4 separate regions of the Mus musculus genome follow, and regions 1, 3 and 4 are each linked to region 2. The links are chromatin contacts, called in public HiChIP or PLAC-seq and promoter capture Hi-C maps. All regions are on one chromosome and are shown on one strand. Each heading gives the region's core, a stretch centred on a gene start, on an enhancer-like site or on the middle of the called end of the contact. The rest is flanking DNA. Distances are from core to core; before and after follow the strand shown. Region 1 holds the start of Ankrd26 (ankyrin repeat domain 26). Region 2 holds the start of Cxcl12 (chemokine (C-X-C motif) ligand 12). Region 3 holds the start of Rpl32 (ribosomal protein L32). Region 4 holds the start of Ret (ret proto-oncogene).

The links. Promoter capture Hi-C pulls out the DNA fragments that hold promoters and counts their contacts. HiChIP or PLAC-seq counts read pairs in DNA pulled down with a chosen protein or histone mark. Capture Hi-C pulls out chosen DNA fragments and counts their contacts.
Region 1: an H3K27ac HiChIP or PLAC-seq map of microglia shows a contact between it and region 2, with 5 times the contacts expected there. The contact joins the promoter of Ankrd26 here to the promoter of Cxcl12 in region 2. A contact is called at or near these places in 1 of 39 promoter capture datasets (liver) and 1 of 115 datasets of contacts at active chromatin or transcription factors (microglia).
Region 3: a promoter capture Hi-C map of liver shows a contact between it and region 2, with 4 times the contacts expected there. The contact joins the promoter of Rpl32 here to the promoter of Cxcl12 in region 2. A contact is called at or near these places in 2 of 39 promoter capture datasets (liver and pre-B cells).
Region 4: a contact with region 2 is called in a promoter capture Hi-C map of adipose tissue, with 4 times the contacts expected there. The contact joins the promoter of Ret here to the promoter of Cxcl12 in region 2. A contact is called at or near these places in 1 of 39 promoter capture datasets (hippocampal neurons), 1 of 115 datasets of contacts at active chromatin or transcription factors (embryonic stem cells) and 1 of 9 other capture datasets (adipose tissue).

Annotation. Positions count from the first base shown.
Region 1 is chr6:118,557,169-118,564,127 of GRCm38.p6, reverse strand. It overlaps Ankrd26 (ankyrin repeat domain 26), which reads left to right and starts at 1,857. Exons shown (of 34, transcript NM_001081112.2): 1 at 1,857-2,315; 2 at 4,743-4,857; 3 at 5,017-5,190. The coding sequence starts at 2,071.
Region 2 is chr6:117,166,155-117,173,748 of GRCm38.p6, reverse strand. Cxcl12 (chemokine (C-X-C motif) ligand 12) reads right to left here and starts at 5,214. Exons shown (of 3, transcript NM_021704.3): 1 at 5,033-5,214; 2 at 2,150-2,267; 3 at 1-257. The coding sequence starts at 5,093. The coding sequence ends at 167.
Region 3 is chr6:115,807,381-115,814,300 of GRCm38.p6, reverse strand. It overlaps Rpl32 (ribosomal protein L32), which reads left to right and starts at 5,558. Exons shown (of 4, transcript NM_172086.2): 1 at 5,558-5,603; 2 at 6,399-6,499. The coding sequence starts at 6,404. Snora7a (small nucleolar RNA, H/ACA box 7A) reads left to right here and starts at 6,198; the gene lies at 6,198-6,326. Efcab12 (EF-hand calcium binding domain 12) reads left to right here. Exons shown (of 9, transcript NM_001110506.1): 8 at 2,051-2,107; 9 at 3,068-3,572. The coding sequence ends at 3,323.
Region 4 is chr6:118,193,383-118,200,683 of GRCm38.p6, reverse strand. It overlaps Ret (ret proto-oncogene), which reads left to right and starts at 2,940. Exons shown (of 19, transcript NM_001080780.1): 1 at 2,940-3,623. The coding sequence starts at 3,551.

The DNA of each region.
Region 1 (6,959 bases), core at 608-3,107, 1.4 Mb before region 2:
ATGTCCCATTTGCATGCCTGTCTATGTGCCACATATATGCAGAGCCAATGAAAGGTAGAAGAGGGCATCAGGTCCCCTGGAACTTGTACAACCGACCAATGCTAGTCTTCATCACATGGGTGCCGGACAGTCAGTGCTCTATCGGCTGAGCCATAGCTCCAATCCCCTGTACTTGTGTTCTAAATACTTGTCCTTGTACCCACAGATGAGTGTAAGTCTCACCCCTTGCCAAAGAAGCTTCTTTTTGCAACAGGTGGAGGTTACTAAAGCAATCTACAGCTGGTCAAAATGCAGAGAATAACTAGCTAATAGTTAAATGGACCCAGAGCAAAGCCCAGAGCAGTGTGATAGAGAGACAGAAAGCAGGGGCAGTGGTCTACACCCAAAACACCAGCTTTCCAAAGCGGAGGCAGGAGAATCATTAAGGTTCAAGGGTAGCATAGGCTAGAGTGAGATTCTGTTTTACACACACACACACAGAGGCACACATGCACACACATGCGCGCACACACACACAAAGATAAAATTAGCAATAGAATTTATTTCAATTTTTATTACAAAAGATATAGTCAAATCAAAAACCTGTGGAATCATTCCATTGAGTACAGCATGTATTACAGATCCACACTGCAGAAGTGGGATTCCTGTGGGTTGGGGAGCAGGGGGAGGGGGTAGGATAGGAAAGCTGATAACATTCGAAATGTAAAGAAAATATCTAATAAAAAATTAAAAATTAAAAAAAAAAAGAAGCTGTACCATAGGAACTGACTGATCTGAACTACTGCCGTAGCAAGTTTTGAACGTTGCAAGTCCAGAAGCAAATCACATTGAGCCATCGTGTTCTCCTGTGCGTGGGACCTAGCTTCTTTATGTCCAGGAGGTAAAGCCTTTGGAATGTCCACTGGGACTCCTAGCTTCCATCAGCCAAAGGGGGTAAGAAATTCATCAACTGCCATCTGAGGGGTGTTAACACAAAACCCACTTACCTGACGTACCCACCGACGTATCTGAAAAGTGGGTTGATTTGTTGTCGTTTCTATTAAAATTGGAACATGAAACAGGATTTGAGGTAGCCTGAATTTGAGGTAGTTCCTGCGGCCACTGGAGGTCCTATTAGGCACGAACGGTATTTTATTCCCTTTGAGGTGAGTTGTGGCTTTAGATTGACAAAATTTATTAACAATTTAAAACGTCAAGGTGAACACTTACACTGGAAAACTGCTTACTAAGTATTACTTTTTCCAGGTCCAAAACCAAAAATTTACACACATCATATCGTTTCATTCAGATCCCAAATGCAGACAACCTTTTCTTCTTACCTCCCATCAGCTTGTCTAACTCATATACTGACTCTTTAGGCTGTGAAACACGATCATTTATTGCACTAATTCCCAAACTACTTAGCTTAACAAAATCTCTTCCCTTACTCTTCCACGCCACGATTCCATCCATGCTGTTTGTAGTTTACTTTTTGATTATCGCCTACCTAGAGTCCAATAGGTTTGCTCCCCAACAGGTTTAACTGCCACTGAAACACAAGGCCAAAGCTAAGCAGGGAGGCCGGACTCCAGAAGGTTCTGCGCCCATCTGCCAGGCGCCCTCAATGCCCGCAGTCCTGGAGTACTGGGTCTGGGTTCCACGCTGCTGAGCGACCCCCATTCCTGTTGAAGCCTTGCAGCGATCACGCCCAAACCGAGGCTAACCCGGGCCTCTGGAAACAACACACTGCCCACCTCCGCCTTAAACCCCGGGTTAGAGAACCCGCTAGGTTGCAGCGCCCTGACCTCCTGAACAGCAAAGAAGGCGGAGCCTGGCCGTGCGCACGCGTGCTGGGCACTGGTCGCTGCTGGGCCTGTGTGAGCATGCGCGGCAGCAAGAAGGCGCGGGTTGCTAGTTTGCAGCTCGGCTTGGCGATTATTGTGCTTTAAAAACCTGCCGGGCCATGCAGCGTCTTTCCCGGTGGGATCCCGTGCGTCTAGGCCGGCTTTTCAATAAGTGCCCTAGCTGCGTTGTGTTGTCAGCCAACGTTGCGCGGGGAAGAAGGTGCCTGTGAGGGGCGTACCCTCTGCCATGAAGAAGATTTTTGGCTTCAGGAGTAAGGGCCCATCGCCCTTAGGCCCCTCTGCCCGCCCGCGCAGCAACTGCGTGGGCTTTGGACGCGAGAGTGCTAGTGGCTCCCACGTGCCCAGGTACCATATTCACGACAAGGATATGGGCAAGATCCACAAGGCTGCAAGCGTGGGAGATGTAGCCAAAGTGCAGCATATCCTTATCCTTGGAAAAAGTGGCGTGAACGATAGAGACAAGAAGGACAGGTAATAAATGGCCCGCCAGTTAGCGGGGCGGGACGAAGCTGGTGGGGGAGCGTGCACCTACCTTGTCTGGCTTTGGGGCTGGAAGACAGAGAGTCTATCTTTCATTAAGGAAGCTTGACTCTTCCCACCTGGCTTTGAATGCCTAAGTCTTAGTGGGGTCTAAGCCCTGACCTGTATGAACAGCAAGGACAGCAACAAAAAACACTTCAGCTGGTTTCTGATCCACTGACAGTTCCCTTCACTGGCAATGTAAAGCGAGTTAACTAACATTTTAACTTTCTGCATACATATAAGAAAGTTTTATGTTGTAGAAATACATAATAGGAGAAATGTTTCTGTTCAAGGTTAAAAATTCTTCCACTAACATACAGGATCCATCTTATCACTGCCGTACACCTGTGTGAATGGTTTTGGTTGGTTGGTTTGTTTTTACTGCATTTTGAAGTGGGAAAATAGTTCCATATTCTCGAGTCAAAGATTGGTAATTCCCAGAACTCGAACTCTGAATATCCTGATCAATTTAACGTAAGCCAAACCCGACCGTCAGCGTTTTAACAATTTTGAGTTTCTTATGTTGCTTTTGATTTTGTGATGAGACGAGAAAAAAAAAACTTTCTAAAGGATAAAACTACTAGTTTTCACAAGTCAGTCGTTTACTAGCAGCCAAAGAGACACAGCAGTGAGCAGGGTGGAATAGAAAACCCAGAACATATCCAATCAAGTATATGTAAGAATTTAGATATTGCTGGGCAGTGGTGGCTCATGCCTTTAATCCCAGCACTTGGGAGGCAGAGGCAGGTGGATTTCTGAGTTCGGGGCCAGCCTGGTCTACAGAGTGAGCTCCGTGACAACCAAGGCTACACAGAGAAATCCTGTCTCAAAAAACAAAACAAAACGAAAAAACCAACCAACCAAACAAACAAACAAAAAAACCAAAAAAGAATTTAGAAGTTGATTCTGGTGACACCCCAGTTAGTAGGGAACAAACACTTAGGAATGAAATGGTTGTTGACTTGTTTGGAGAAAACTAGCAACATTTCTATGTCACTAAAATAAATCCCTGATAGAATATAAGTTAAACACTAAAAGAAAACACAGTGAGAAAAGTACCAAAACAAAACAAAGAGATGAGGAACGACTGCAGAACCACTGTGTGTGTGAGTGTGTGTGAGTGTGTGTGTACACACCCGTGTATGTATCCGTGTATTGGTGATTGAATGCAGGTTTGTAGTGTATCCTCAGGATACTTTCTAACATTGAGCTTTTTAAAATGAAGCATTCTCAAGACCCATTGAACAAAATCTGAGGATAAAGGGACTGTATACTTGCAAAGTGTTCACAGTATGTATGTATATATATAATATATATACACACATATGTATATATATTAGTATATATGTGTGTTATAGATAGATAGATAGATAGATAGATAGATAGATAGATAGATAGATGAGAGCAGTGTTCCTGCTGAAGCTGGTGTTGCTTAGGGCTTCCCAGTAGATGCACTGATTTTTATGTTGCTTTGTATCGTGGGTGGGAGGGGAAGTACGTCTGCTTCCATCCTTTAGTTTGTGTGGCTTTAGTGAGATGTGTTTCACTCAGACAAACAGTAGTGTTATTCAGGGGATCTCCCCCACCCACCCCATTGGTTCAAATATGGTTTATTCTTTTGTATTCATAGCCTGGGGTTTGCTGGTATACTGTTAGTCCTTTCCATCCCCAGTTCTCATCTCTTTATCTGTCCCCTGTCATACCTGCCCCTCACCCATGCACACATACACAAGAACTGCAGGCTCGCCTTGTGGCCAGGGCTGTCGCTCTATTTTCTTTCTTTTTAATATTCTTAAGAGAGATAGATGATAGATAGGTAGGTAGATAGATAGATAGATAGATAGATAGATAGATAGATAGATAGATGAGAGTGTGTCTGTGTGTGTGTGTGTGTTAGTGAAGATGTGTGTATGCCATGCTGTGCTTGTGGAAGCCAGATAACTTTCAGGAGTCAGTTCTCCTTTTAACATAGGATTTAGGGAGTGTATTGAGGTTGTTGGGCTTTTGTGGCCAATGCCTTTGTCCAGAGAAAGGCTAAGTGATGACTAGTAAGCAGCAGACCTTAAAGCCATGTTTATACCCAAGTCCAAGCCACATCCAAAGGATATATACACTTCTTTGCAAATTGGCTGCTCTGGGCTAGGAATGTAACTCAGTAATTGTTTGCTTAGCAAAAGTCTCTGCTGCAAAACACACACACACACACACACACACACACACACACACACACACACGGTTGTATTTTCAAGAATGTACTGTTGTCTGCAGAAAAATACTTGTTTTGAAAGAAGATATAACATAGCGTTCTACATTTCATGAAATGTATTTTTAGATGATACTATGTAGTTTTCCTAAGATGTGCTCTGGTTTTCACAGGACTGCTCTACATCTTGCCTGTGCTTACGGCCACCCAGAAGTGGTGACTCTCTTAGTAGAGAGAAAATGTGAGATAGATGCCCGTGACAGCGAGAGCAGCACGGCCCTCATTAAGGTACCAGCAGCCAGCACTTCTGGCTGAATTGCGTCTCATTTAAACACTTGGGGCATAAAAGACCTCGATTTGATTTAAATATAGTAATAAGTAAAGCCGACAATGTGTGTATTTTGAATCCCTAAGCTGATGATTTTCTCCTTGATGCACTAACACCAGGCCGTGCAGTGCCAGGAGGAAGAATGTGCAGCCATACTGCTGGACCACGGGGCCGATCCAAATGTGATGGACAGCAGCGGCAACACCGCCCTCCACTACGCGGTCTACAGTGAGAACACGTCCATGGCAGCCAAACTGCTCGCACACAATGCAAACATAGAAGCCAAAAACAAGGTATAACGGCATCTTTCTTTCCAAAATCACCAAAGACACAGAGACACATCGTGAAGGTCATTCTTGTCACCCTGACTGGACTGAGAAAACACTGCTGTGTATTTTATAGGAATGTGTTCAGAAATGCTCAGATCATGAGGTCTCGGGATCTAAGTAATGTTTGAATCCATTGGTTAGAATGTAAGATTGAATAGAATTGCCCCTTTAAGGTACTGTGGCTGTGATAAAGGTAATCCATACACCAGTCAGGATCTCGCTGATCAAGCCAGTGTCTTATTTTCTTCTTACTGCGGTCATTTATTTATTTGTAGGGGTAGGAGGTGCCTGTGCGCCACAGTGGACGTGCAGAGAGCAGAGGACAGCTTTAGGGAGTTGCCCGCCCGGGTGTCAGGGTTGAACTCGGGTTGAAGGGCTTAGCAGTGAGAACCTTCACCTGCTGACCCATCTCTCCCCCTGCCTCCCAAACCAATTGCATTTTAAAAAATGTCCTTTTTACCCTTTTAGAAAAGTTAGATGTTTTAAGGGCTAGAGAAATAGCTCAGAGGTTAAGAGCACTTGCTGACTTACAAAAGACCCGAGTTCTGTTCCCAGCACCTGCCTGGTGGCTCACAATCATCCCTAACTCCTCTTCCAGGGACCCTCTTGCCTTCTACTGCTGTTGTGTTAGGTTTTTTTTGTTTGTTTGTTTTTCCTAAGACTGTGAGGTCCATTGCTAGGCTATTTATCTAAGAGCTCTCTGACTTTTCAGTGTTAAAACAGCTATAAACGTTCCTCCTGGATCCTCCTCTGCGACCCAGAGGTCACCTTTCATTTTCCTTTCATTCCAGGACCTTTTACATTTGCTCCCTGATTTCTTCCATCTCCTGATATTTATGTGGCTTCTTTGCTTTTGATTTCTAGTTTTCTTTCACTATAGTAATACAAGAAGTGATTTTGGTCCTTTTTGCATATGTTAGACTTGATTTGTGGTCTAGGATGTGGTGTGTTTTAGAGAAGCTCGGAGAGGCTGCTGAGACAGGCGTGTATTCCATACCTGTTGTAAGAACTGTTGCGTGAAGATCGCTTAAGCGCATTTGGTCTGTGGCATAGTTTGACTCTGAGGTTTCTTCTTTGAATTCTGATTTGAATGAGCTATCTAAAGATGCGAGTAGGGTGTTGACATCACTCACTGTTATCCTATCAGAATCTGACCTTCACGCCCATCCTAATTCTGGTTCTCTCTGGTCAGATTACTGTTTGTTCTTTTATTTATCGTCCCGTTAATTTTATGAGTTTGTTGTTCTATTGTTTTGGACATGATAGCTTTCCTTTGCTCCTTTTATGAAATCTGGGAGTCCGTTTCCTCGTCTCACTGTGGGATCAAGTCATCTGCAAGTACTTGGTTTTTTTTTTTTTTTTTTTTTTTTTACCCACTGAACCATCTTGGCAGGCTCTTGTATTTTACAGTGGTGGCTTGCTTGTTGTGAATTGCCTTAGTGTGTGTGTGTGTGTGTGTGTGTGTGTTGTGAAGTGTTCTTAGGTCTCAGGTAGCTATAAATGATAGCTTTGCTGGAGATAGCACAAGAGTTGGCAGTTACTTACTTTAGGGGCTTGAGATAATATTGTTCTCTATATGCAGATGGCTCTCCTGATGAGAGATCTGCTGTGTTTGCCCCTGAGGTCAGTTGGTGTTTTGACATCTTGACTGTTATCTGTCATGGGGCAGGTCTTCTCGAATTGTATCGTTGATGCCTCATGTTTTGGGATGCTTCTTTTTTTGAGATCTGTGA
Region 2 (7,594 bases), core at 3,965-6,464:
GCGGAGTGTCTTTATGCTGGCAAACCTTAGCATGACCCCAGTCAGTGCTGTCCCGCCGGCCATCCTGGCCAGGGTTCAGGCCCTCCTCCCCACCACTGCCCTTGCATCTCCCACGGATGTCAGCCTTCCTCGGGGGTCTACTGGAAAGTCCTTTGGGCTGTTGTGCTTACTTGTTTAAAGCTTTCTCCAGGTACTCTTGGATCCACTTTAATTTCGGGTCAATGCACACTTGTCTGTTGTTGTTCTTCAGCCGTGCACTGCCAAAACACAAGGGGAGAGACGCTGTACAGCCAAGCGGGAGAAAGCGATCCTGTGGGCTCACCCAACACACCCAGCTAAAGGTCCTCACTGCAGGGCCCAGCTGCTGCTCCCGGAAGCTTCAGTTTTGGAAGACATAGCACTTGAATCGTGTTGGGACCACCACCGCAGAGTTAGGGACGTGCTAAGGATGTCTCCCAGGGGACACAGAGAAGAGACCACAGTGGAGGCATTTGAGCTTCTGGCCAAGTTGGAGCTTGGCAAGTGAGGAAAGCTAAAGGAAAAGGAAGGACGAATATCCCACAGGAGTCAAAGTGCCCAAAGGGTGTGGAGGAAGAACCACCCAGAAGGCGCGGATGACTGATATCATGGTGGGGGGGAGGTCTTGGAAAATTCTGGAGAGTGCCAGAAGCAGCCTAAGAACTTTTGACAGAGCACCTTGATAGTACATGGGACAACCTTAAAGGTAGCTCTGGAGGAAGACGGCAGGAGTCCAGAAGGGGAGGAACAGGGCAGTTCAGGTGGGCAAGGAGCAGTCTAGACAAATTGTCCAATGGTTGCCTGAGCGCGTTTACAAGTTCACAGAATGCTTCAAGGTCTTAGCTTTGTGGATTTGTTAATTGACGCCGTGTTCTTTCTCCCATCCCTAGAACTTCCTAATGGGCAGATGAACCGGTGAGCTTAGCTCTGGTTATTTTCCATCAAGTCCTGGATGCCAGATAATTAAAAAACCAAAACCAAACAAAAACCAAAAGCAACCAAACAGAAACTACGGGAGACGACTCCTCTCCAGCTGGTGAACTGTCTTCTAGGAAAAACAAATGCCTGTTCAGTGTCCTAGGGACAGGTAACCCTCTTCAAGCAGGCTGCCCTGCAGTTGACCAGTCGTTCAGAGGGATGTAACTTCAACAGGGATCAGGGGTGTCAGTCTGGATCCTGCCATTTATTAACTTAGTGATCACCCAGAATCAATAGTTGTATTTGACCCTCTAAGTTCAAGGGCCCTTCCCGGGACAGTGCACCAGCACAGCCTATTCAAACGTAAACTCATCATCTTTAAAATCCCTTTCTCGGGAGAGTATTGTATTTTAATCAAAACAGCAAAAATAATATTCATCATCTAGGTCTCTAAAGCCTACTGTACATAACACAGCAGCGGAGGCTGGAGAGGAAGGCTGATGAGCACAGAAAGTCTGAAGCAGTCACCGTTGGGTGACAAAGCCGTCAGGCTAGCATTGCTCCAGCTGCTGCATCCTTATACTGTTGTTAGTGTTGAGTCTCCCGAGGATGGGAACCCCTGCTGGGGGGCAGTGAGCAGGACAGACTAGCACAGGACACATCTCTGCCAAGTCTACCAGACTCTGAGTGAGATATTCACATCATTTATACCTTTTTTGGGCTTTTCTTATTTCCCAGGTAAATTTAAATCAAATACTGGCAGCTACCATCACACTCCAGCAAACTCTAAAACTCTAAAACAAAAATGACCTCTGAGCAAGTGAGTGCAAGTGAGTAAAACTGAACCCCCCCCCCCCCCGTGCCATCCGGGTCTTGTAATTTTTTTTTCTATGTGAGAAAGGATTAACTTTGGACACCAGAACCTTGAAACTGACAAGACAGACCCAACTGTCAGCTGAGGGCTGACCTCCATCAAGTCCATGGCTTTTTCTGTAGAGAGGCGGCCCACTGTGCTGCAAGAAACAGCTTGGAAAGCAAGAGTGAGAAACACTGAGGACATCAGGGCTCTGGGGAACAAAAGTATCCTTTGAAACCCATGTCTGATGGCATATCAGTGTCCCCGTGGTGGTGGTGGTAACAGCTGCCCCTAGTTATGCCAAGTCCGAGGCTTCTATACCATGCTCCTCTTTGGGGGATGGCGGCTAGGACTTACACAATCTGAAGGGCACAGTTTGGAGTGTTGAGGATTTTCAGATGCTTGACGTTGGCTCTGGCGATGTGGCTCTCGAAGAACCGGCAGGGGCATCGGTAGCTCAGGCTGACTGGTTTACCTAGAGGAGGTGTAGAGAGAAAAGTGGGGCCAGTCATTATCTGCCTGGTGCAGGGGGTTTGGTGGCTCTTGTGGGGAAGACTCAGGAACATCAGCAGGAATGGTTACAGAAAGTTTCTTGCAAAGACCATCCCCTCGGCCAGGGATCACAGTGAGATCTGACTGGGCTCAGCCTCTAAAGGACAAAAGGACCCAGGAGAAGTGGGGTGGCAGAGTTCTGGGCTCCCTTGTGGCCCTCTGGTGCAGGCCTGGAGGTGGGGGGCTTCACTTCTACCACCTGCAGTTTTCCCTCCTCCCACTCACCCTATCCTAAGCCCTGGAAATCACAAAAGAATCCAGAGGGGAGGACCCGGATTTACCTTCTATCCAGCTTTTCCCAAAAGCTGGGGTCAACCGTGGCTTTTATGGTCACTACCTGGATGCCTAGGCCTCCTGGATCCTATTACCAGCTTTGTTTGCCAATTCACCAATTTGCAAAATGCTATAATTGACACTCATTAGTGTAAATTAGCAAGGGGCTCCTTTAGAACCCCCCCTTAAGAACCACCCTTTAAGTCTAGAATTGCAAACCCTGAGGACTGCTGGATTTGTAGCTGCTCCCCCAACAACAGGGTTTTATCCTAGCTCTACTGAGCATCCCCAAATGTTTCAATTTATGGGTCTTTTCACCAAAGTTTAAAAGTATGACTGAGAATAGTTAGCCCCAGGATTTTAAGTTTGCTTATTTAGAGTTCCAGGAGACTTCTGGGTATTCTGAAGTTCACTGCCTTTGGGAAGCAGCTGGAGAAGTGGACCGAATTAAATATATGATGGGATTATCTTCTTCTGCAAGCATTATTTAGCTAAGGGATGCATGCCCCAGGAAGGGTAGTGTCTTTAGACTCTAAAGCATAGGAAAACCAGACTTCAGGTACAGACCAAAGTCTAATCCAGCTCTGCTGCCACCCTGGACTTGGGAATCTAGAGAGCTTGGCTTAGGGAACCAGGGGTCCATTCAATCTAACAAGCCTGGCAAGCCTGCTGCTCTGGGTTTAACCAAAGAAGCCTCCGGTGTCTACTATCTAGCTTCTGAGTTGGAGTAGCTGATGGGAAAAGACAGGAACCACAGCAAGGTTAGCCGTGCTGCAACTTGAGGGCTGTGTAAGATCAGAGGGCACACAGGCACTAGGAGGTAAAAAAGTTCATTCGGGCAGCACAATGGGGTCCTGCCTAGAGAACAGGTCTGATCCAGACACTGTCAACAATCCGACTCTTCCTAGGGTCAGAATATGTTGAGGGTGAGACAACTTTTACTCTGGATAATTGCACTCCAACCTTGAGGACCTGAGTCCTACATTCTTGCCCCATACCTAACTTGCCAGAGGCTGTGACCCTTGCAACATCACCAGCTCATTCAATTATTAATGCCCAAATCAATGTGCTCCATGACGGGGCACTGGGGGACCAGTGGGAAGGCTCAGCCTCCCGGGTGTTCTCGGTAACAAAAAAAAAAAAAAAAAAAAAAAAAAAAATCGAAACTGCCTTTCATTTCTTTTTTTTTACTACTCCGATCAGCAACTGACTATTCTTTTACAGAACATTTCCCTCGGACTAGGCAACTCCAACCATTCCCGTACCCCGTTGTCACAGGGAAAGAACCCAAACGAACGAGTTGGTGTACTTGGGCAGCATTTAGAGCTCAGTCTCACCAAGAGCCCCGACTGTCCCTCAGTTCTCTCCAGGAAACACCACTGCGGAGGAAGGCAGGGGATCGACTAGTAGGATTTTGTTTTGTGTTCAGAGGCAATGGTTTGTTTTGTTTTGCAGCAACGGTGTCTTGTAACAGCGCTGAGAGTTTTCTCTTCAGTGTCAAAAAAAGAAAACAAAATGAAAGCCCTTTCCCAGTGAAAGAAGACACCACCCTGGGTCTGGGAGACTGAACTCCGCTGCAGCTCTCATTCCAGAGCTGAGGACTCCGGGGCTGGCTACAAAAGCGCCCGTTTGCAGGTGTGTTTGGGGGTTGGGGAGAGGTGTGCATATAGCTTGGGTAACTGCTGAGCCTTTGTCTAGTGACCCGGGTAAGAAGAAAAAGGGGCAGTGAAGAGACGCGTGCTCAGGTCCGCGTCGCTACGGACCAACGAACTGTGCAGAAGCGCGGCCCTGGCTGGCAGCGCGAGTTCAAGAGCTGCGCTGCGCTGCTGGTGGCCCTGAGCCCCTCGAGGGTGCTGTAAGAGAACACGCTACACCCGCAGGGGACGAAACTCAGCCTCACCACTGAACCTATAGCCAAGCCATGCACTTCGAGCTACTTGACCGGTCTTTGAGAGTTTGCTGACACACGCACCACCCGAGTGAACCTCTTGCACGGTCAACTCCGGGACCGCGCTGCCCTTCGCCTCTGGAAACATCTGGGCGCCGGTAGACACTAGCTGAGTGCAGCTGGCGCGCTCCGGGGCCCAAGCCCCGGACACAATCGCCCACGCTTCCATTCCGCGCCGAACCCACTCTTGCCCAACAATCCTGCGGGTCCTCCCCTGCAGCCCTCTCTAGGTCCTATGGCCGCACTTCGCAGAGCACAAAACCTCGGTGCGACCCGTGGGACACGGGAAAGGGCACCCGGTGGGAGTGCGCCCTGCAAAGTGGACTGCCCCAAGTTCGCTTGTAGTGAACGGCGCCGACCGAGTTCTTTCTCCGCGACTTCGGCGCGGGCAGAGGAACCGCGGACCCGAAGGAGCTCCGGCGCAGAGCTGCGAGCCTTTCCCGGGCCCGGCCGCGGATTGCACTCACCGTCACTGATGCAGAGCGCGGCCAGCACCAGGGCCAGCACGGCGACGACCTTGGCGTCCATGGCGTGGGCGGGAGGGCGCGCCGGAGGCTGCAGAGCTGGACAGCAAGAGGACACCGAGGTGGACCGAGAGTGAAAGTGCGGCAGCGGGAGGCGAGCGCTGGGCGCTTTAGAGGCGAAAACCAGGCGGGGCGGGGCGGGGCTCATCAAGGGGCGGGCCTGGAGTGTGGCTGGGGTCTCTGACGCGCATCCCCTGCGGAGCAGCCGCCCTTCCAGTTCCCTACCTACCCACCCCCTTCTTGGCGCCCTCAGTGTCCGCGGCTCCGCTGGGTGCTGAGACCTTTGATCTTCCCAGTCCCCAACTTGGGCGGGCTCTTTGGACCTGAATTGTAAAGAGGCTGGGTCGTAGAGCTTAATGCTCCCATCCTGCAGATAGAGAAACTAAGGGGCTGTCAAAGGCACAAGCCGTGAAATAAGAACCTGAGAGACGAAACAGTCTGTTTCGCCGCATCCAAAAGTTGCCAGAGTACCCTTTCTTTCGTGCCAGGAACTTAAGCTGACCCACCTCATGTCCAGGGTGTCTGTGCCGCAGTGGACTGCTAGGCTTAGGGCAACGTGGACCAATCTACAGTTAGAATAACTTGGATTCCCAGCCAAAGTCTCACTACAGTCATTCCCGGGAAGATGCATTCTAACGTAGGGCTGCGCTACCGAGCAAAGAGACCAAACAGGTCTCCCAGAGATACTCAGTATCGTGAATTTTCTTTGCCACCTCCCCTCTGTACCCCTATTCTCTCGACTGGGGGTGGGTGGATGGTACGAATAGTGGGTGGGTGATTACAACTCTCACCCTGCAGAATGGAAACGGAGGAGAAATGACTGGGTCTCACTCCCGCGAAACGTCCTGATTCTCTGTGCTTGGTTTTAATGTGTGTTCAGTTAATGGAAGCTGGAAACAACTTCTTAAACTTCAGTGTTTCCTGCCTTTCCAGAAGAAAGTCCAGTGTTCTAAAAAGGACCAAAGAGTTCCCTAAGGCCCCGCTCCCTAAAACCCTGCTTCAGAAAGTGGTCATTGGCGCTTTACAAATAGACCCATTGGTGTTCAGCCCTGCCAATAGATCGTTGTGTTCCACTCTGGTCAACCAAAACAACCCCAACCCGGGTGTGGGGAGACACGGGGGAGGGGGCAGACTGAATCTTGGAGGGCTAGAGGCTTTGGGCAGCGTCCTTTGGACCTTCCACTGCCACAGGCAGTGTTGGCCATGCTTCGACCACTTTTCCCACATAGCCAATTAGCGATTTGGATTCTGTTATCATGTTCACCCAAGGGAGTGCACAACAGAGACTTGCCTCTGTCTCAGGGCAATCTGGGAATCATATTTGTGAAGCAGTGGCCAGGACCTTTGGGCCTGGGGCTCCACCTAGGGACTAAAGAAGGGTGGAGAAGGTCAAGAGGAAAATGTTCCAGCCATGAGAGTATCTTAAACAATTCCGCTAAGCACTTTGCATCCATTCATTTGTCAGACACACTTTAGGGACTCAGCTTCAAATCTGGAACCGCGCCGACCTGGTCCCTGTGTTTAAAAAGTAGCATTTCAGAGAAGGCAGCCATCCATTTCTACCGGCTTTTGCGCTATCCTGAGCGTTCAGTATGCTAAACTCTGAACTTGCTGGCCCTGTTGTACTGCAGGATCGGCAGAGGCTAGGCTCCGGCGCCCTCTGGTGGTCTTATCTCCCATGCTCCAGTAATCCGAGATCAAGCGCTTGGGATACCTGATGCCTGTAAAACAGTAAAACAGTAAAAAAAAAAAAAAAAAAAAAAAAAAAAAAAAAAAGACCAGATGCTCCTAGGCAAAAGCTCTGAGCACAAAAACTTGTCTGATGCTCCCATTCAGTACATCTCTGAGGCAAGGCAAACCTCTCCTGTAAGTTTGTCCAAAGCAGGTAGGTGTCCAGATCTCTTGGTGTTTGCTATGAAATCGGGAGAGAGGGACCCACTCACAGCCAAGGAGTGAGGGTGGGGGGAGGGGTGTCCTGTGCAGGCTAAGAGCAAAGCAGAGGCCAACAAAGACTCTGGCAGACTGAGGCTCCAGAACAGAAGCCGATGCGGGCCACATCTGTCCCTACCCTCCAACAAGCATTCACTAAAATACGTTCAGTAGGTCCTCCTACGATGAGCTAGGCATGCACTAAGAGTTCGAAATATTTAAGAGAAAAAAATCCCGGGGTAGGGAAAGAAGGAGATGTTGAGCAACATAAAAGCCAGCCATCTAACATAAGTCACATAAAACATAAAACGCCAGTGAGTGGAGCCACCGCAGTAAGCGCTTAGGATTCAAATAGGGTGGCCAAGGACCTGGATTTTAGATTTTAAAAAAGAAAAAAGAAAACTCTACGATTTTACACTTGGTGAATGATTTTTATTTAAAACCATGTCCACTTTAGAAGACTCCACAAAGAAAGAGATGCGGGGTGGGGTGGGGTCGTGGGGGTTGGTCATAAGCCTTTTGAATTTTCTCTATGCTCAACCAAAGAAGTATCTCCCAAGCTTGGGGCTACCTTTG
Region 3 (6,920 bases), core at 4,309-6,808, 1.4 Mb after region 2:
GCCAAAGTGGATGTTATTCTGCCCTGTTATCAGAAGTTGAGGAACTCTGCAAAGGACAGGGACTAATCCCTTCTCTGTGCTGCCACCCTGTGGCAGGCACATTCATTTCCCAACAAGAGGCAGGCTGGTTGCCCCTGGGAAAACAAAATGTCGCCCTAACCATTAGACTATCCCCCTTTGAAGTGACCCAAAGTCAATCCCCCCTCCATTTCCACTGGATGTGGGCCAATCAGAAGGCAACCACTGAGAGTAGCATCAGTGGTGACTGCTGAGGGGAGGATGAGATAGCATCCCCGAAGGGGGTCGGGTGGAATGTGGTGTGGTGTGGTGTGGCAGAATGCCCAGGGCAGGCTGCAGTACAGTGCAGTGGATGTTGTCTGGTCAAGAGGCAGGTTACTGCATTCCAAACCTCAGCACTTTCATGTATAAAGTAGACACAGTACTCCTAACACACAACAGAGGGCTTGACAAGGGCCGCAGGTTGTCCTCAGCACCGCCAGTGTGGCTGTTGCTTTTCCTTGCATTTGTCCTGATGTTTCTGAGTACGGGGCCAGTCTAGGCCCGCAGCAGTCGTGGCTTGCAAAGTGCTGAGTATGACCCAGTCAAGTGGTAGCTTAGAGGGCCTCTGAAATATGCCTTCTAACCTGTGGCTGGCTGGTACCAATTACTAAGCCATGAACCCAGGAAGTGGGTTTGAGGACCAAGTTGTCAAATACATACGCCTATGGGGTACAAGGAAGAGAAGGGCCGGGCATGGTGGCACACTCCTTTAACCCCAGCACTTGGGAGGCAGAGGCAGGCGGGTTTCTGAGTTCGAGGTCAGCTTGGTCTACAAAGTGAGTTCCAGGACAGCCAGAGCTACAGAGAAACCCTGCCTGGAAAAGAAAAAGAAGGAGGAGGAGGAGGAGGAGGAAGAAGAAGAGGAGGAGGAGCACACTAGTGAATGAGCAGACAGCTCACTACTGCAGCTCCAGGGTTCACTGCTGGAAAACTGCCAGGAGAATTGGACTGGACCCTGTGCATGCCAGGTGCCCAGGAAAGAGATTTTTCCCTGTGTTTGACCAGTCACATCTGTAAAAGAGAAAGAAAGGTCCCTTAGCTAAAGGAGGCACATTGACTCTCTCTCACCTCTAGGAACTAAATTGTAAAAGATCCTGAGGCCAGGTGCTAGGAGTAGAGAGTGGACAGGCTCACAATTCAATCCTTTGTTTTCTGTTTTGTTTTTGTTTTGTTGTTCTTGGGTTTTTTTTTGTTTTTGTTTTTGTTTTTGTTTGAGACAGGGTTTCTCTGTGTAGCCCTGGCTGTTCTGGAGCTCACTCTGTAGATCAGGCTGGCCTCAAACTCAGAAATCCGCCTGCCTCTACCTCCCAAGTGCTGGGATTAAAGGTGTGTGCCACCACTGCCTGGCCCAATTCAATCCTTTGTATCAGAAGAAAAAACCCAGTATTCTGAGGCCAGATGTGGGTGGGCTTGGGAAGGAATCCAGTGGTCAGTTAGGGAAGTCTGCCTAGCAGGCCAGGGTATGGAGGGTGACTCTTTATCATGCTTGCCCCACAGAGTTTGGCCTCTGGCAAGGGAAGTGGAGTCAGGCTCCGCATCTAGCAGCTGCTGAACACATCTAACTGTTTCGGAGGCCTCCATCCCATGAAGGAAGGGAACCAATGTCAGGGTTTTCCTCACCCTACCAGCCAGAAGTAGGAGACACAGCTAGGGCCTCCACAAAAGGAAAACGTTCAGAGCTCTGCTCTGAGACTCAGAAATGCACCTCTTAATGCCCTCCACCTCTCTAAAGCCCACTTTTCCTGATGTTTCTTTTTTTGTTTGTTTGGTGTTTTTGTTTTGTTTTGTTTTGTTTTGTTTTGTTGACACAGGGTTTCTCTGTGTATATCTAGCTGCTCTGGAACTCTTTCTGTAGACCAGGCTGGCCTCCAACTCACAAGAGATCCATCTGCCTCTGCCTCCCAAGTGCTGAGATTAGAGGCATGTGCCACCACTGCCCGGTTCCTGGAGTTTCTCTTTCCTAACGATACCTCTCTCTACTCCCTGGTAGGAAGACATCAAAGAAAATGAAGAAAATGCACTTTGACGATTTCGAGGAATTAACTGGGTTTGTAGTGGTACTGCGTGTCTGCTGGGAGGGCAGGGGATGAGGACGGGAGGGCCGGCCTCTCCTCTACTCAGAGGCAGCTCTGGGACCTATGCATATTGAACAAAATCCCAGCATTGTCATGGGGCTCCTGCCCAGGGCCTAAGGGGCAACAGAAGAGTGTTCAGAGAGCGCCTGGCATGGCTGCTCTGGAGCCTCCCAGGAGCGAACTCAACTATATTGTCACCAACAAGCCTGAGCTACTCTAGACATATGGCTTATAGGAGACGACCCTGACACACAGTCCCACATTCTGAAGCATAGCTAAGTGAGGCTGGCCCCAGGAACTAGATACCAGACCCAAAATCCAAATGCCTCCGTGGGGCTGGGCTGTAGCTTAGCAGCTGGGTATTAGCCTAGAGCACGTGAGGCTCTGGATTCTATCCCCAGCACCAAAAGGACCAGGCCAAGTGGGGGTGGGGGAGGGACGGAACGAGTCCTCTAGAACAGTGGTTCTCAAATTGTGAGGCGTGACCCCTTTGAGAGTTGAACATCCTTTTCACAGGGGTCGCCTAAGATCATTGGAAAATAGATATTTACATACAATTCCTAACAGTAGCAAAATTACAGTTATGAATTGGGAACAAAAATAATTTTATGGTTGGGGAGTCACCACAACATCAACTGTCTTAAAGAGTCAAAGGGTTGCAGCGTTAGGAAGGTGGAGAGCCAGGACTCCAGAGCTAGGATGGCACACGTCTTAAGTTTGGGTTTAAGAAGCAGTGCCTAGGCACTTAGCCACTCATTCACTGTATGATCTCGATTTCTGGCTCTCCAGGTCCTCACTAGTGAGGAGACTGGAGGAGTTGAGTGCTTTTCACACTGGACAGAGTGGTCACGGCTTATGTTCTCTGCTGAGAAGGAGCCCTGGGCCTGGTCCCTCTGCCACAGCAACCTTCCCTATGCCTTTTCCTTTTCCAGGAAGCTGAAGTTGCAGAGGTTAAGCCCCTCAGACACCCATCCCAATCACTTCTGGCCCGGTCACCTTCTGGACAAGCTGAGGCTCTACCTGCCTACTGTGGCCAAGGACCAGAGCCTGGCGATCTTCAGCTGTGTGGAACACAAGCCCCCTGCTTACCCTGCCATTTACCACTCTAAGAACTACTGGCCCATGAAAGACTTTTCTTATATGACCCATGCCTATTATGATGCAAACAAGGTGTACTCCATCAACTAGAGTGGATTGCAGGATGCTGGACCAGAAGACAGTGCAGCCAGAAGCCCCCAGCTGCAGTCATGAGATATCAACGAGCTATACGGAAAAAAAAAAACAAAACATTCCCAGGGAAGGTCCGGGGATGTGTCCCCTGATGCCACAGTGGGGTGTGGATGTGTCCACACACACATGCTGCTTTCCTATCTGTCATGACCTCTGCCGTTTTGAAATAAACTAGGTTAGAGCTGAACTAACCTTCACTAAACTAGCCTTGCTCGTGTGATTTCCTGCTTACGGGCTGGAAAACTTGAAGTGTGAGTATGTAAGAGACAGATTCCCCAGGACACCTCCCACCTCTCATCCTGGGATATTAATGCCTACAGGGACACAACAGACAGCAAGAGAGTCCTCTGTTAAATGAAGTAGCATGTCCTCAGCTGGGGAGGACTGAGGCCCCCAACCCCTGTGAATCTTCAGAAATCAGAGCCATACTCTCTAGTTCATGGGCCTTCTGTATAATTCACTCACTCACCTTTCTCTTTATGTAATGTACTCTGTAAGGTGCCATTAGCCACACACTTCCATGTTCCATTGGCCTTTACATAGCCTGTAGGCCAAGCAGCATTTGGGAAGGGAGGGCAAGACACAGACACAGGAGAGCAACAGTCCTGCCCTGCTGTTTGTGACCCAGCCACTCCAGACAAGACACTCTACTTACCTGGGTCTCTACTCCCCTTTACAGCAAGCACAAGGGTTGGGGCAGCATACCCAATTCAGCATTTGTCCCCACCTCCTGGAGCCACTGTCAAGATCACCAGTGGCATCTCTTCTGTCTGAGTTTGTACAAAGTTTGAAAATTTTTTAATTTAGTCTGCTGGGCAGTGGTGACACCTTACATCTCAGCACTTGGGAGGCAGAGACAGGAAGATCTCCAGCCAGCCTGGTCTACAGAGTGAATTCGACCACAGTCAGGCTTACACAGAGAAACCCTGTCTTAAAACAAAACAAAACAAAACAAAGGGTGGGACTGGGGTGGGGCCTGGAGAGATGGCTCAGCAGTTAAGAACACTGATTGCTCTTCCAGAGGTCCTGGGTTCAATTCCTAACCACATGGTGACTCACAACCATCTGTAATGGGATCTGATGCCCTCTTCTGGTGTGTCTGAAGACAGCTACAGTGTGCTCATATACATAAATCTTTAAAAAATGAGATTTATTCTATGTGATTGAGTGTTTTGCCTGCATGTATGAGTATGTACCACATGCATGTAGCGCCTACAGAAAAGGGCATCTGATCCCCTAGGGCTGGTGTTAACAAGGTTGTGAAGCAACGCTTGGTTCCTGGGAACTAAATGCCAGTCCTCTGAAAGAGCAACAGTGCTCCACCAAGCCACCTCCCCAGCTCAGGTTTGGTTTTATTTCCTCCTAAGATTATAGAGTTTTCACAATGATCTGTAAAACAAAAGATAAGCAAAATAGACTAAACTCGACCTACCTCTGCTTCCCAAGTGCTGTTATTAAAAAATGTGCACCACCACACCCAGCCAATAGACTATTTTCTTAGCAATATTATCAACCTATCACTTTTTTTTTTCCGAAACAGGGTTTCTCTGTGTAGCTCTGGCTGTCCTGGAACCCTCTCTGTAGCTCAGGCTGGCCTCGAACTCAGAAACCCGCCTGCCTCTGCCTCCCAAGTGCGGGGATTAAAGGCATGAGCCACCACCGCCCGGCTAACCCATCACTTATTAATACATTAGGTACATACCATAAGTAGAGAAGATTTAAACATACAGAAGTCGCGAGGAGGCTCAGTAGCACTTCATAAGCAGGGGTTTGCACATCTGTATATTAGGAAGTTTTAGGACATTTGCTCAACCAACCGCCTAAGGATCTTCGAAGAGTCTCTGTTTTGCTACCTCCCAGCCTCAAGGAGGCACCCTCGGGAACCAACAATTTAAAAAGCTATTGGGCTTCCACTTAGGGCGGAAATAAATGCCCACCTAGCAGGTCTTAGCTCAAAAAAAAACAAAAAACCCAAATTTCTTAAGTAGTCCCAAGAGAAAAATAAATTTTAGTTCACTCTAAGATGTTAATGTCTACTACAGAACACTAGTCCACTAGGGTTTTTTTCAGTATCATTTCTCAGGCACATCTTAGTTTTCTTTAGAGGACCCAGAGCCGGAAGTGCTTCCCTTTTCTCTGCCAGGACCTAAGACTCCGTCCCATCATACCTTGCGCGCCGCCGCCGCCTCTTCCTTCTTCCTCGGCGCTGCCTACGAGGTGGCTGCCATCTGTTTTACGGTGAGTCTGTATCGGCGGCCATCCGCCGCCCGCGGCTTCGACGGGACCCCGTCTCCGGGTGGGGAGGCCTCGGCGGCGGCCTCCGCACCAGCGTGGTAGTGGCGAGCGCGCGCGGGCCTGGCCACTGGCGCTGCTCCGGAGTCTGCCCGGGGGCCGGCATCGGCCAGGGCGGGCTTGCTGCCATGCGGCCCGAGAGTTTCGGACGGCACCCGCCGCTTTCTGCTTAGCTTGTTAGCAGCCTTTTTCTGCGGCGAATCCGAAATCTTAAGTCAGGGAGCTGCCGCCGCTCGCCAGTGAGCAGAAATGCTTTCTGAAGCGCAAGCCCGGCGGAGCAGGTTGTCTGCGCGGGGAGCAGAGAAGGCACCCTTTGGTTGGTGCTCTGAGACGACCGGGAGGGACAGACGGACTGGTGGCGTGTTAGGAGTGCATGGTGGCTTTGCGTATTTAAGGGCGCAACACTTCAAACATAACGAAGCTTAGTGGAGCGGGATTTGCCGCTCCTTCGCCACCAGAGAGACCTGGCTGGGGTTCTGTAAGATCGGTTGCGGTTCTTTGAGGTTCGGAGTGGGTGAGATGAACCACTGACCTCTTGGGATCGCGTCTGGAGAGTAGCTAGTATTCTTCCAGCTTCGGAAGCAAGAGGGAGAGCAAGCCTAGCAGAGGTACCCATTCCATTCCCAGTTTGCTCGGTAGCTGGTGATTGGAAGACACTCTGCAACATTACTCACTGAAGGCCTGAGACGCAGCCCCACCTCCCAGTTTCTTTACTAACTTGGGTCTGACTTTTGTCAAAAGGCATCATGGCTGCCCTCCGGCCTCTGGTGAAGCCCAAGATCGTCAAAAAGAGGACCAAGAAGTTCATCAGGCACCAGTCAGACCGATATGTGAAAATTAAGGTATGTGGTTCTGGGGTGGGGGTTAAGACCTGAGCACACATTTCTCGTTATCGCTTGTCTCTGCATTTTAAAAAGTTCATTTTAAAGATGACACTTTGTTTTATATTTATGCGTTTGAAGGGCAGGGAGAATCACTTTAAGGAGTTGATTCTCTCCTTCCTGTCTTGTGGGTCCAGGTCAGATTTAGTTTGTCTGACAGCAGGCACTTTTAAGTCATCTCTGCACCCTGACCCTGTATTTTAAAGATCTTTGGGGTTTTGTCTGCACACCAGGCACATGCATGCATGGAATTGAACCTCTGGAAGAGCAGCCAGTGCTCTCAACTGCTAAGACCTCTCTCTGGGCCTGCAGATCACCTGTTGGCTGGATGGGCATGCACACCCAGCAGTTCAGCAGTTAACTGATCCCTCCTCCCTACTTA
Region 4 (7,301 bases), core at 1,691-4,190, 1.0 Mb before region 2:
TGCCTCCCCTGTGGTCTCCTCAGAGGTAGCTGTTGGGCATGCTTTTCTTCCTGCAGCACTCTGGAGGACAGCCAACAGCAGACAGGGAGGCAAACTATGGAGAAGCAATAGCCCACCCATAGTGGAGTGCAATGGGGAGAGAGTGCTGAGTAGTACCCCCAACAGGGTCACAGAATCTGTGCTTCCACCTACTGTGTCACACTGCCTACAGGGGAAGTGCCCATGTCCACTCTGAGGGACCTTCCTTTCCAGTGCTTCCCAGTCTGAGTTGTACTCTGGACTTATGACACCTCTTTGAAGGCCCCAAGGGCCATGTTCCCGTCCCTGCACTGAACTTTCTTGATACCTCTGAACATCCCTGTACCTAGACCACCATATTCCTCGAGCACCCTCTTTTACTGGAGCAAGACTCAAGGGGCTCCAGGTAGGCTTCACGTACTCAGGAGCCATGCGCAACCTCCCACTTTCTACAAAAACAGCATGTGAGCCGCCTACCTGTCAACTCCCCACGGTCATCAGTCAGCTTCTGTGCGCTGACGACACAAAGGGCTGGGAGAGGTAGAGCTGCATAGGTGCCAAGATCCAAACACAAGTGACATCACTCGGAGGCAGCAGCCTGCACCACAGCCTCTTGGGGGGATTCTGCTTTTTAGATTACGTACAGGTAGTGGCTTGGTGGTAGGAATCTGCCTAGCATGCTTGAAGATCTGGGTTCAATCTCTAGTATCAATTTTTTTTTAAGAAAAAAAGGAAGGAAGAAAGAGGGAAAGAAAGAGAGAGAGAAAGGAAGGAAGGAAGACAAAGTATCTCTGTGGGTGGAACTTAGCTCCTATCAGACTAGGCCCGACTCCAGGTCCTAGAGCACTTGTGACCTTGAATGGGGGAAGGTCAAGGTCAAGTTCTGGGGAACCGAGGCAAGACAGTGGTTATGACTTTACTGAGCATGTGCTTGGTGCTGGCACTGAGTTCCATCTGCGTATGTATTCCCTTTACTACAGATTAAGTCCTCTCTCTGGGAGGAAGATGTTTACAACAGGGGAAACTGAGGTTCAGAGCAAATAGATTAGGAAGCGTCAAAAAATACAAAGACAAAGAAAAGGAAAAGAAAAATAGAACCTCATGCAGACTCTCACCTTCCCCAGAGAAGAAAAAAAAAAGACAGGAGCAAAGAGTGGGGCTTCCTAGGTGACTCACAGGCTAAGAGACCTTTGAGCCTGGCCTCAAACCTGCCCTAGGTACAGGGAGACAGCCATTTCCCCTCCCCTAGAGGAAGCTCCCTCCTACCGTGCTCAGATTCTGAAAACTGAGTTAATATCTTGGGCCAGGTCAAGCAAAGTTTGGACCTTCCATGTGGTCTTCAATGGCAGCTGGTCCATGGCTTCCCTCAGATCCACTGCTGCTGTCTCTGTTCAGCTCCCGGGGCGTACACAGGGAAGGGTTTGCTATGCACTCAAGTATGTAGGGTCCATGTATCTGAACATGGTTGCATGCATGCATGCATATGCATGTCTAGGGGCTCGAGTAAAAGTCCACTCAAGATCTTCAGAGGAGAGGGAAATGTCCCGACCATGCTATCTGGACACTCAAGGCTGTGAAGGCCTGAGGAAGAGACAAGAGTGTACTCTTGCCTGGGTCCTTAAAATGGGCAGAGTTCATCCCAGTGTCGGTGAAGAAGGTATGAGAGTGAGGCTGGTTGGAAGAGTGGACCAGACCTCTTTTCTCTTTGCATTCTATTGGAAAACAGCCACAGGAACCTGTTTGTAGGGGGGAAAAAAAGAAAGAGAGAAAGAGAGAAAGAGAGAAAGAGAGAGAGCGAGAGGAAGGGAGGAAGGAAGAAAGAGAGGGAGAGAGAGAAAGAGAGAACGGAAGGAAGGAAGGAAGAGAGAGAGAGAGAGAGAGAGAGAGAGAGAGAACCTTCCTGTTCAGGTCCCTTCCTTGGACACAGGCCCAAGTGATAACTCCAGGGATCCAGTGTATTAGCACCTTGTGACTAATTCCATCCCCATAAACCCAAGGCCAGTGATCTCAAGGTGCCTCTTCTAGGTTAGAAGGCTGGTGGTCTGGATACCCACGGATCAGCAGGCAGGCTCTGAATAAGATCTCAGCTGGCCTGGTCCCAAGTCAGCCTATGTCTTGGCAGCTTCTGCTCCTGCCTGTGAGGGTGACTTCACTTTGACTTCATATCTGCAGAGTGATGTACAGAGATTGCTTATTCAACCCTGAGCTCAGTCGGGCAGGAGGGTGGGGCTCTGCATACTGAAGGAGAGGAGCAGCTGAGCCCCTCCCCAGACTCAGGTTCCAGGACCTGTTTGTTCACTCCAAGGTCCTACAGGCGTCTGTTTTTCTTTCCTTCCATTACTAGTTGCAAGCCATGCTTCAAAAAGCAGCTGGGAGTAGGGAGAGATGGGTTTTCCTCACAGGCATCTAGAGCCTGCATCCGACCTTCTATTTCCTGCCTAGAGGCTCCCATATCAAGGGTAAATATATTTAGTCATAATTTGGGGAAGGGAGAGTTCGATTCTTCTGGCAAACTTCTCTTTTCATCCTTCCCAACACCCCTGTAGCCGCTGCCCTATCAGTCAGTTCACATCCTAAGAGCTCTTCTATTTGGTGGGATAAGCGCATACAATTCCCAGCACTGCACCAGACGACAACGGTAGCAGGTCTCTTTGAAAGGTGTGCAATTAGCCAGTGTCTTGGTCCTATTGGTTGTACCGGTCCTGGGAATCACAAACAAGCCCAACAGGACCCCCAACCGTCTTCACCACATGATATGTTGTACACTGGAAGCAGGCTCTCTGTCCCTCTTTCTCTTGATCAGGGCTCCTCCCCTCTTCCCGCCTCTAACCCCAGAAGAAGCTGCAGGCTCCAAACGCGCTTCTCACTCCCGCCCCCTTGATAAATGGCGGAGGATGCTCTTCGCGTCCAGAGACTGGAGGGACATCATTCTAGACTCTGGGTCTCTGCGAGTATAGGTGACCAGTCGGCCCAGACGCCGAATCTTCTGTGTTGCTCTTTCTGGGCGGCGGGAAAGGACTAACAGAAACAGCAAGCGAGACGCACGGGGTGAGAAAGTGGCTATGCCGGCAAATGATCATGGATCCAGGTTACCTTTAGTAGACCAGCACCCGCACCACAACCCACACGCACCCAGCTCCGACCCGCGCTCATCTAGAGAGGAAATAGAGGTTCCCCTAGCAGTCGGGTGCCGCCCCACCTTGCCCCACACAGTACCTGGAGCCCCGCCCCTCCACACACACCCGCACCCCTGGTCCCGCCCCTCTCGCTGCCACTCCCTCTGCGCCCTGCCCTGCCCCAGTCCGCTCCCCGGGCGCAGGCAGCGCAGGTCTCTCATCAGTACCGCAACCGGAGCCGTGCAAGCAACAGCAGAGAGCGGCTCCGAGTCCGCAGCTGGGAGTCGCGCCCGGACGCAACGCGCCCGCAGTGCCCGCTGCGCCCGGGCTGGCATGGGGAGGCCCGGCTGAGCGCCGCACCCCACCGCCGCCGAGACCCGCCTGCTCCTCAACCGCGGCCCTCGCGCGCACGGGCGATGGCGAAAGCGACGTCCGGCGCCGCAGGGCTGGGGCTGAAGCTGATTTTGCTCCTGCCGCTGCTAGGAGAAGGTGAGTCCTACGGGCGGCTGGGACGGTAGGGGCCGGGGTGAAGTTAGCGCTGCGCGCCGAGCCGGGAAGCTGACGCGCGCAGAAGCGCGCTTACATTGGCTGTCACCGGCCGGCTGCGCGGCTGGCGGGCCTCCGGGTCTGGGAACCGGGTCGCTGCGGCTAGCTGCTGCGCTTGGGCCACCGGCTGGGCGGGGCTCGGCTCGCCTTGGGTCCGTGCGAGTTGCGAGCCGGGCAGAGTAGACTGCTCCGCCAAAGCCGCAGCTGAACATCCCAAGCTGGTCGCTTTTCCAGCCGCGGCCGGCCGTGTGCCCGAGCGAAGCGGACAGATCTTGTCGCCTTTGGGGAGCAGCTGCGAGCGGACAGGGTAGGCAGCCCTGGGAAGCCCACGACTTGAGCCAGCGCTTGGAGACTGCAGCGCCCAGATTTTCTTTTCGCGTTTCAATTCTGCACTTGCTGTAGCTCCATTCGTCTGGCTGAAGGGCGCTGAGGCAATCTTTAGTAAAGGTTATTTTTCCTGTGTGTGTTTTTGCCGCCCTGATCTTTAAAAACCTAAAAGCCTGTGGTCTCTCCCCCCCCGCCCCCCCCCCGTCCCCGCGTGTCTTCGCCGAGAGCTCTGAGCTCTGCCCCACAGTTGGGAGTCCTGTGTCACATGCTATTCCGCTGGAGCACATGAAAATGTGTCTTTTGGAGGCATAATAGGGTCCAGGGCTGACATTTAGTTACCCAGAGCTTTGGGCCCTGCCACTCGGGAGTGTGGTGATGGGCTGCCAGCATCATGGACAGCACACATAGGCGCCCCTCATTAGGTGTGGCCTTTCAAAGGCTGGTCACTGCCCTCGCTCCTATACCCTGACCAAATGAACCACAAGGATACAGGATATTGACCCGGTTGGCTGCACATTTTACTGTCCTTCAATCTACCCTAACTTGGTTCCCTCTGGAAAATATTTGTACCAAGTTTCCCTCTGATAACAGAATTGAGCCCAGGCCACCCACTCCCATTACTTACAAAAGGTTTGCAACCTTTGGAAATAGGCAAGACTGTTCATCTTGCCTCTAGCTCAGAGTCGTGTACTGGGTTCACAGACCAGCCCAGGACTGCATTTGCAGGCCTTCCAAGTACCGCAGAGAAGTATGGAGAGGGGAAAAGATAAAGACCTTATCGTTCTGGGGGGGGGGGCAGATTGGAGTGTCTGTTCCTGGGTCCTAAGGTGCTGTGGGGCACAGTGCTGCAGAGGGTCATAGGCTCCAAGGCTGTGTAGCAAAATACAGAGCTTAACATTGTGTAGCTGCTCTGTGTCATTGGGTTTAAACTTCACAGGTGCAGGTATGTAGTCAGGAGTAAACCAGGAAGACATGTGTTGAGCAACTTCCCTCCACCCACCTAACCCTGAATCTAGTGAGGTCCCCAGCCGTGTAAGGGACCCACCTCAAGGGTCTGGCCTGTGGCATGTGGCAGGCAGAGAGGGAGATTTCTATGTGAAACCTCTGGCTCAGAATCAGGTGGCCACAGACAGCTTATAGAATCCAGGACTATGAGGTTTTAAACCCACCCCCTTCTGGATGGCCAAGAATCCACGATAGAGGTCCAGAGAGGGCCACAGCAGCCTCATACCCAGGAAGAAGTGATGGGGGTTTTGGAGAAGCCCTCTAACCTGGACTCTGGTGCAGCTGTTGTGACATTCACTGATCTCCAAACTGCCACTAGAGAGCTCGGGTGCGGTTCCTCAATAGAAGGATTGGGAACAGCGTGGCCTCCGGTGCCCTCTTGTGGATACAGTGCTCTAGTGGCTGGGCCTGATGCCCACGGTTTTGAGTGGGTTTTGAGTGGGTCTGTAGAAGTAAGGGAGCCTTGTTAACGAGACTCGCCATACTCTGATTTCAAGTTACTCATCCATGCTCCCACTCTTGCTCACAAGCTCATGCTCAAGAGACCTGTGGATAAGAATGGCCTGGCTCCCTTCTCACCCTCTTCCAAACACCCCACATGGACATAGAACTGTGTCACGCATTTCCCATCGCTGTCGGGCCCAGTGTCCTGGAAGTAGAGATTGACAACCTCCTTCTGTTAACATTTTCTGGACTTTTTGCTGCTCCATACAGACACAACTTGACTAAGTGGATGAGGAGACTGAATCACAGTATCTTGGTCTCCCCTACATGTCCCGGGGCTCCTGGCCCCCCTCCACTCCCAACTACTTGTCAAGACTCCTGTCCCCCATCCTCTTGGATTGGCATCTTGCTTAGTATCTCTAGCTGTGAGAACCAAAGGGTCAGTCATGGAGGGGCCCTTTCTGGACAACCCTTCTGTGTAAGTGTGAGGGGAGCCATAATCGGTCGACATCACCCAGAGCTTTCCTTGTGAGTGAGCACTGAGGTCTGGTCCTCCCTGCTTCCCCTCTTTGTTTCTCCCTTCCTTCCTTCCCTTACTGAGCTCAGGGGATCCTGGAGATTTGTCCTGGTTCCCCAGGGTTATCCCGGCCCTTCTTTGTCTCTTCCCCTGAGCTGTTGAGCCCATTCTCAGGGCTGGGCCAGCCAGGGAGTCCTGAGGGTGGGGCCTGAGAGCAGACAGCATGTAGGGAAGTGACTGAGCCCATTCACTAGATTGCCTTTATTTTGTAGAATTGCTTTAGGAATGGGCTAAGTAAATGACTTGTTTCCTTGGTGGTGTGAAGAAAGTGGGATGTATTCACCTAATGGGGTGCTAATGGCCTTTTAGCCAGGGGAGGAGAAAACTAATTAAAAATTATAGTATCTGTAGAAATGGAGCCTGGATAGGAAAGGAAAGGATAGCTGGAAGCTGCTACCTCCCTTGGGATCCTCTGCTGGCAAAAGACTCTGTTGATCCCCTCTCCTGCTAACACTAGCAGCAGCTTCCCCTGCCATACTGTTGATAACCCTGTAAGGTTTGTGGTCTTATTTTCCCATTTCGCAGGTGAACAAACTGAGGTTCACCAAATCTATAGATTCTGGAGCTCATGGAAAGCTAAGGACTCCCCGGGTCCAGGTCTCTTGTGTTTAGCAAAGCCAGTGAGAGCTTGGTACCAGGAGTAGAGATGAAGAGCGATCTGGGAGAGGACAATGTTCCTGCCGGTCACACCACAGCAGGTCACTCATGTATGACAGCAGGTGCTCTGGAGAAAGGCTGGACCAGAACTAGGAGTGACATGTGACATAGAGCACTGCCCACAGACACAAAGCCTGAGCCTTTGTGGGTCTGAGCAGAGTTCTCAGTGAGATGTTTTTGCCCTTGCTGACTGGCTGACCCTGGGAGTCTCCTGGGCTAGGAATGAACATTAGGCCTGTCTCTGTCAGAGCTGTCCCAGAGAGGGAACCTGTGTGCTCTAGGCATTATAAGACGTTGTGTGTATAGTCAGAGGGCTGGTAGGGACAAGACACCCAAGGACTGTCCTTTGCACCGTGTCTGAAGGAAGTGCCTTCCTTTCATCATGGTGTCATGCTAGGGGAGAGGCACAACCGTGTGCCCTCATCCAGATGGAATCCACTTCCCTAGGGCACTGGGAATGACCGATAAAAGCAAACGCCCACTGTGTGCCCAGGAGACGGGGCAGTGCTGGCTAGGAGTGCAGCCTATACTTACTCAGTAATTCTTTGCTTCTGGATGAGTGGCCATAAGTGTACTGTGGAGGGATGGTGTGTGTGTGTGTGTGTGTGTGT